Linked DNA regions of Mus musculus: region 2 is linked to region 1. The links are chromatin contacts, called in public Hi-C maps. All regions are on one chromosome and are shown on one strand. The core of a region is the stretch at or near the end of the contact, and the rest is flanking DNA. Distances in the headings are between cores, read along the strand shown. Region 1 overlaps Zic4 (zinc finger protein of the cerebellum 4). Region 2 holds the start of Foxl2 (forkhead box L2).

The links. A called contact is a pair of places that touch in the nucleus more often than the background predicts.
Region 2: a contact with region 1 is called in a Hi-C map of epiblasts, with 9 times the contacts expected there. The contact joins the promoter of Foxl2 here to the enhancer-like site in region 1. A contact is called at or near these places in 5 of 39 promoter capture datasets (cranial neural crest, embryonic stem cells, frontonasal cranial neural crest and 2 more) and 8 of 484 Hi-C or Micro-C datasets (B cells, cranial neural crest, embryonic stem cells and 2 more).

Annotation. Positions count from the first base shown.
Region 1 is chr9:91,379,850-91,383,777 of GRCm38.p6, forward strand. All of the region lies in intron 1 of Zic4 (zinc finger protein of the cerebellum 4), which reads left to right. Among named protein-coding and RNA genes, the nearest start is that of Zic4, 3.8 kb to the left of the region's middle. Within about 2 kb of position 1,817, at least 77 of the 459 cell types and tissues checked have an H3K27ac peak or open chromatin away from gene starts, as enhancers often do. A contact at or near this core is called in epiblasts, where this site is marked.
Region 2 is chr9:98,953,499-98,957,426 of GRCm38.p6, forward strand. It overlaps Foxl2 (forkhead box L2), which reads left to right and starts at 2,109. Exons shown (of 1, transcript NM_012020.2): 1 at 2,109-3,928. The coding sequence starts at 2,163. The coding sequence ends at 3,290. It overlaps Foxl2os (forkhead box L2, opposite strand), which reads right to left and starts at 1,812. Exons shown (of 8, transcript NR_003248.3): 1 at 907-1,812; 2 at 706-736; 3 at 530-620; 4 at 107-359.

The sequences.
Region 1 (3,928 bases), core at 567-3,066:
TACCTTCTTTAGGATTTATGAGCCTTGGGGGCCTACTTTTGACTTGTTTTTGTGTTGCTAGCTCCACAGAAGGGACTTTTTTTGGTAACCCTCATTCTTATTTTAGTAGAGACCCAACGGGACCCACTGTCTTAAATGTCATTTACCGAGTTGTTAAGTGAAATAGGGACATGTGTCAACCACATCTGTTAGCTCTAGTTAACAGAAAGAAAAGGAGCTCGGTGAAGGAGCCTGGGAGTTGAACTCTTCTGGCCAGAAGCATCTAATTAATACAATTGCAAGAAGAAAGTTTTCACACTTTCAGAACAGCCTGTGAAGTTACATTAATTAGTTTAGCAGCCACCGTTTGACTCTCCTTACTCCCCCCCACACACACACCCCTCCTCGCTTGAAGTTTAAGAAGTCAGCGTCTTCTCCCCTCCCCCATCTTGGAGGCGGGAAATGGGAAGAATGATGCAGAGATCAGAAGAATTCCATCTTGGTACTCTAGTTTTGCAGGCGGTAGCTTCCCTTTCTACAATTCTTGTTAGAACAGCAACCCTTTTCAGAGTCCAAGTCCCCGATAGTTGCAGTACCCGGTAAGAAGCTTGCTAAATCTTCCCACAAACTGCCTTCTCCATGAGGTTTTAGTGGTAGAACACTGGCATAGGCTGAGGCAAGACCAAAGTCCAGTTTGGGCTCTTGTTCTTTATTCCCCTAGCATGTCAGCAAACATCTTGTACGGCTTTCTAAAGCACGTTATGAGCTCTTCCCCCCACTCTCTCTCATCCCTTTGGTCCCCTCTCTTCCCGAGTTATATCCCCAGGGACAGAGGAATAAGTAAGACCAGGATTCCAGACCTCAGACTAGCTGCTCCAGAGGCTGGCTGCCAGCACCGGGAAAGTGGATGCGCAATCCGGGGCTGGAGAAAGAACTCATCTTTAATGACAGGGATTTTGAAGCAAACAAACTTATACTGCTCTTTGCCGGCCCACTGTTTGAAGTCTGTGAAGCAGAAAATGGTTAAATTCTTAGCGTAATCGACCTACATCAGAGAAGCAAAAGTGTGCCTGGCTGGCTCTCAGGTTTGCTTGGACTCAAGGCAGAATTCTGCGCGTTCTTTTCGGCCTCTGTCCTAATTCATTACAGCTTGGGTTTAAAAAAAAATGAAAGAGAGAAAGAAAGAAAGAAAGAAAGAAAGAAAGAAAGAAAGAAAGAAAGAAAGAAAGAAAGAAAGAAAGAAAGAAAGAAAGAAAAGAGAAAGAAACCAAACCATAGAGCCTTCCCTGTTCCGGTGTCTCCCTCAAACCTCCTAAGTAATGGGAAGAAAAGGAGGAGGCAAAACAGCAACAAAATGTTTCTCAAATGGCAATAGAACTCTCTACAAATTATTCATGAAGACAGTTTTCGATTCAACAGGAAAATAATTGCCTTTTCAAATATTAATGGCGTTTCATTTCCTTGAGTCGCGGAAGCGGCGATCAGGAGCAGATTTCTTAGCTGAGATTCTCCCGAATGTGACTTCCAGGCCTGGCTCTGGAGGCAGCGGGTGAAGAAGGTTTCACTCTGTGGCTGTGACAGAGACCGGGGAACAATGGTAGGGCGGCGAGGGGAGACGCGGGCCAGGAGCGCGCGCCCGGTCAACCTCCCAAACTGGCGCGCCTCCCGGAACCCCCGGGGCCCGGGCTCTCCCCACTTTTCCCCCGCAGTCAGTCAGCCCTCGCGGAGGGCGAGGGGGGTGCAGGCCCGGCTCCCGGGCCGCTCTGGGGCGGAGTCAGGGCGAAAACAGATCCAGCCACAAGTGCCAGAAAATGGCGCTGGCCTAGAGGCCCCCGCAGGCCGGCGAACTTGGCGCCCGCGCTGACCGAGGCTCTGCTCGCTCTGAAGCCCGGGCCGAGGACCAGGACCGGGGCCAAGGCCCCAAGCCGGGGTCGGGAGGCTCGCGGCCTAGGCCTCCAGCCTGGCCTCCCTCGGGTCGTTCCGCGGGACCCAGGCCCGGCCCCGCGCCGCAGGGTCCACCCTCCCACCTAGAGCGTCTCTCGGGGGAGATGGGGGAGGGGAAGGGGAAGGGGTGGCGGGGTGGCGGGGCGGCGGGGGTGGGAGGGTCGTGGCGCTCGGAGCCCAGGGCGCCTCCTGCAGCAGGGCTACGCTAAGGCCCGCCTGCACCCGGCCTCCCAGGGGCCTGCTCACTCCCCGGTACTGATGCGTCTAGGCTCGGTACCTGTTCTTTTTTCTTCCCCGTTTCTCGTCTGGAGCGAAATACTCGTCTAGTTTACGCGACGAGACATTGGAATGGGATATGTGGCAGCAGAATCCCCCCCCCCCCAACTCCGTGAGGGAATTCTATCTTCAAAGTCTAACCTCAAACTCTATCCCTCAACCCACAAAAACCTTCATTTGTAGGTTGCAATTGATTTTTTTTTACAAGTTATTTTATGAAGAAAAAAAATAAAATAAAAAGAGGGAGGAGAGAGAAAAGTTTGGGTTTTCCAAACGCTGGTGGAGTCAAAGGAGAGAGATCTGGGGACAAATAGGGACACTGATTTGTTCATTATACATCTCCAATGTTTCGTAAGACTGTGCCTTGTCCTGTGAAAATGGCAGCGGGCAACATCTTCCAGAGGACCCTAGTGTACCAGCTCTACTACCGCGAGGGTGAGCACCATCAGTGGGCAGTGTGAGGGAGACGGGTTCGCCTGATTTTTTGCCTAAGCCAAAGGCAGGTTACATGCAAACCTCTATTTAAATCTGAGCGCCAGTGCCACGGCGGAATGGAGACTGTTGATTATATCAGGGAGTCTTCCCTGCAAACCGGGAAAGAAGCGATCACAAAGCCAACAGAGGCTCATCTTGTGTTCAGTCTTATGCTAGAGAAGTTTTAGCACCCCTGATCACCCCCAGGACCTTCAGTTGCTAAGATCACAGACACCTCTCCCTTTCCTTTTCGAAACAACCTCAGCTGAGCCAGAGATTTAGGGTTCTGGCTTCTGGGAGGGTCTGTGGTGGGAGTGGGGGTCATTTTCTCTTCCATAGAGCAGCAAATTCAAGCAGCAAGAAACTCCTGGACCGAGCCTTCCTCCAACCAATATTCCCAGCTTTGTGTGCGTTCTGGCCTTCCTGAATTTTGCCTAGACCTGCGGTATACCCGGTGGGCCTGGCCTGCTCCTAGCAGCCACTCACCCGAAGCTTGCCACAGTCAGGGCCGTGATTTCAACAGATTTAAGATCCCTCCTGGCCTGAACCGATTTTCATTTTCATCTATCAGCCTCTGGGCTCCTCTGGCCTGCGAGGTGGAACAGGCGGGCGGGTAATTGTCTGGGGAGGATCATAGACCTGGAATTGTCAGTTTGGACTGAGAGGGTCCCCTCTACACTCGATAAGGTCTCCGCGACACTGCTGGATCCGTATATTAAATAAATATTAATATTAAATAAATATTAAAATCGGCGAACACTATCTCGAGGAATTTCGGATAGACTAGGCAAGATTTGAAGAATGTTGGAGCATATTTGCCTTCAATGGGTAAAGTGGAAAGGAGAGGGGACTCTATTTTCTGGAAAATAACCTTTGGGGTGAATCGTTGCTCAGAACGTTTCTCACACTGCGCACACGCATGTGCATCCGCCGCTGTTCATCCTTTCAAATCCTTCCGTTGTTTGGCACTTGAACAAAACCTACTTTAGAAAACACTTTGGACCAGGCTGGAGTATGCGTCCGGCGGATTGCTGGGCATGGCTCACTAGGGCAGAGACAGATGGCTTGGGCAGTAACTTCAAATCCAGAAAATCTGAGCTTCTCAATAGCCTCGATTCCATGGGTAAAGGTGCTTCTGTCTCCACATAGATAAAAGTTGGAGGAAAACAACCTGCCTGGATAAGGATTCTCAAGAATGGAAATGACTATGATGGAGTCATTGTCGCTCCTCCTCCGACGCCCCCACCCCCGTCCC
Region 2 (3,928 bases), core at 859-3,358, 7.6 Mb after region 1:
GCTCAGGGCGGTGAGGGATAGCTTAGAAAAACATGGAGGCTACTTGGGGATACTGTCAATAAGGGCTAGATGTGGGTATTTCTCAGAGAAATTTAGAGAAGCCTACCTCCCTTGTATCCTGGTGGTTAGGCCGGGTTTGCCTGGCTGACCTCTCTGTAGTCATCTTTGAGATGTTGGACTACACACACACACACACACACACACACACACACACACACACACACACAGAGTCCTCCTTTCCCTTCATCTCAAAGTGGGAAGCACAAGCACACACTGTAGATAAATGGTCTTCGGACCGCTGGAGCCACTGGCCAGTGTGGGCTCGTGGCATTCTGGAGAACTCTTAAAGTCCAAGCAACCTGAAAGAAAGAGGTAGAAACAGGCACTGGGATAGCCACCTAGATGTGTGACTGGCACACATCATTCATTCAGACCATTATCCTTCACAACGTGTCTGATCACTCTTCCTCAGCCTCTCTCACACTTCCAAGACTGCAAACCTGTGTTAAGGCTGAGTGACAGGGCACACCTGATGTTGTGCTGGCACGGAAGGAATTCCTCTAAGTCCGTTTTCTATTTTCGGAGATGTAACTGGATCCCCACCAGACTTCGGCTATTATCTTAAAAACAAGGGGAAAGACTACTGTCCATTCGTGACTGGGACGCGAGAAAGCGCCTCCCCAGCCTGTGGTTTTCCTTCCTTACCTATGCTGGAAGGAGAAGATGCAGGTAACGGCTGTAAGGGTAGGAAGGACAAAGGAAGACAGGAAAAAAAAAAAAAAAAGAGGTTGTATCCACGAACCATGTTCATGGATACAACCATGTACTCTGGTGCTTGATTCATACACCTCACTAAGCAAAAATAAGCAAATACAAGTCTCACACATTGTACATATATAAGCATACCTGGGTTTCTGAACAGCACACTTGCGCAGTATCACGTGTGTCTTTAAGAACAGATTTTTGCCCCGTGCCTTCCACGCGTGACACTTGTGCACGCAACAGTCCCCAAAGCCCCTCAGCAACATCCTCGTCTGTGTCCAAGCCAGAGTACAAGGGATACCACTTGATCTTTAAAACACACACCCAAATTGTGGGATTGCAAGGCGAGTTCCAAGGAGAAAGCTGGTCCCTACATCCACCTCAGCACAGAGAAGCGAAACGTCCGATGCCAGTGAGCGGTACTCCTGGGTGTCTCTTCCCAGCGATCCTCTCCCCAGCCTCAATTGGGCTCAGAGAGCTCGAGGGACAGAGCAGGCCGAAGCTTCTGCCTTCCGTGACACGAGCTCTGAGCTGGTTTACCTCCAGCTGCCGCAAAGTTCGGCCACTCCACCCCGGTCCGGCCCCCTTGCCATCTCGCCCCTCCCTAAGCCTCAAAGCTAGAAGTCTAGCCCCAGCACAGCCCGAAGCACAGAGCAAAGGGTTTTGTTTTCTTTCACCTGAAAGCTGCCCAGAGGCTTGGATCACCTCTCCTCGCTGGGGTCAGCATTCCCGGGGCACTGGCAGGGCGCAGCGAGCCCCAACCAGGGCTTTTCGGCGAAGCAAACACCCGCAGATTTTCAAGACTCGTAAGAGCGTGAGGCAGGCTGTTGGCTGGGCCCGGGAGGCTCCGGAGGCTCGGGAAGGCCGGTCCAAGTTCTGCCGGCCGTTTAAAAAAAAAAGGAGACTTAGAGATGAACTCGCCCGTGCGCTGCTGGCTGCCCCGCTATAGGGGCGAAGGCCCCTGACGCAAGCGGAACTCTGCGGAGCCCATACGAATCAGAACGGAGCGAGGCTCCTGGCGCACTAGGGACTCCAGGAGGCGGCTGCGCCAGAGACGCGGGTCGCGCCTCGGGGAAACCGGGCGGTGGGGGGAGGGGAGAGCTCAGCCAAGAAAACCCACCGAGGCGGGGACTGGCCTGGGCGGGGAGGGGCGGCGGGGCCGGAGCCCCTCGCTGTTGGGCAGACTCCCGATGGCCAGAGGCTGACTTCCACTCCCGCAGACCGCTCCCCGGGGGGAAAAGAGAAGAGAGTGAGAGCCGCGCGAGGCCTCCGGTCCCCGCAGCCTGCAGAAGTTAGAGGCTCTGCGCCGAGCGCACACTCCTGCGCCCGCCTGCAAGGCGAGCCTGCACCAGGAGAGCACAGCCTCCGGGCTGCCCGGCCGCGGAGAGCCGGCTTTTGTCATGATGGCCAGCTACCCCGAGCCCGAAGACACGGCGGGGACCCTGCTGGCTCCGGAGAGCGGACGCGCAGTCAAAGAGGCCGAGGCGTCGCCGCCGAGTCCCGGCAAGGGAGGCGGGACAACACCGGAGAAACCAGACCCCGCGCAGAAGCCCCCGTACTCGTACGTGGCGCTCATCGCCATGGCGATCCGCGAGAGCGCCGAGAAGAGGCTCACTCTGTCCGGCATCTACCAGTACATCATAGCCAAGTTCCCGTTCTACGAGAAGAACAAGAAGGGCTGGCAGAATAGCATCCGCCACAACCTCAGCCTCAACGAGTGCTTCATCAAGGTGCCGCGCGAGGGCGGCGGCGAGCGCAAGGGCAACTACTGGACGCTCGACCCGGCCTGCGAGGACATGTTCGAGAAGGGCAACTACCGGCGCCGCCGCCGCATGAAGCGGCCCTTCCGGCCGCCGCCCGCTCACTTCCAGCCCGGCAAGGGGCTCTTCGGGAGCGGAGGAGCGGCGGGTGGCTGCGGCGTGCCCGGAGCTGGGGCCGATGGCTATGGCTACCTGGCGCCACCCAAGTACCTGCAATCGGGGTTCCTCAACAACTCCTGGCCCCTGCCGCAGCCTCCCTCGCCCATGCCCTACGCCTCCTGCCAGATGGCGGCGGCTGCGGCGGCCGCTGCTGCAGCCGCTGCAGCCGCCGGCCCGGGCAGCCCCGGTGCAGCCGCGGTGGTCAAGGGGCTGGCGGGCCCCGCCGCCTCCTACGGGCCGTACTCGCGCGTGCAGAGCATGGCGCTGCCTCCGGGCGTCGTGAACTCCTACAACGGCCTGGGGGGCCCTCCTGCCGCACCACCGCCGCCGCCACCGCCGCCGCACCCTCACCCGCACCCTCACGCACATCATCTGCACGCGGCCGCTGCGCCCCCGCCAGCCCCGCCACACCACGGGGCTGCCGCGCCTCCCCCGGGTCAGCTCAGTCCCGCCAGCCCGGCCACCGCCGCGCCCCCGGCACCCGCGCCCACGAGCGCGCCCGGCCTGCAGTTCGCCTGCGCCCGGCAACCCGAGCTCGCCATGATGCATTGCTCATACTGGGACCACGACAGCAAGACGGGCGCGCTGCACTCGCGTCTGGATCTCTGAGTGCCAACGCGCGCGGGAGCGGTCCCCCACCCCTATCCCGGGAGTGGAGGAGCCGAGCTCGGGTCGCAGCCGCAGCAGCCAGCCTGACAGCGCGCACTCCGGGACAGCTTCTGGATGCAGAGCCCTCGAGCGGTCTGCCCTTCCTCGGTCCGCCCCGCTCCTGCGACTCCGCTTTGTCGCCTCCGCTGCTCCTCCGGTGCTCTTCCCCGCCGCGGCCTCTGCTTTCCCGTGCTGCTGGCCGGAGGCCGCCCACTCCGTGCTTTCCGCGGGCCTCCTCTCCTCACCGCAGGGAGTGAGTCCCCGGCCGAGGTGCGGTCGAAGTGTCTGAGACGCAGCTTACCTCTTGGCCCTCTCTTCCAGGTCGGTGGACTCAAGCTCGATTTTATTTTTAATTCCCCACCCCGACTGTCTGCGACTAGAAGCGCTAGGCTGCTGGGGGAAGAGGGACCCACACTACCGGAGAATGGAAAGAACGTGTCTGGTCGCTCTGCGATCCCTCCTGGAACTGATCAGAAGCCGCTTGCAGAGGGGCCCACTGGGCGGGGCGGGGGTTGAGCCCCAGGCTGGAGCAGGGACAGCCTCGTTCCGCGGCCTGCAACCGAGTTCTCATCCCCCGCTCCTTGTGAGGCCGTGGTGCC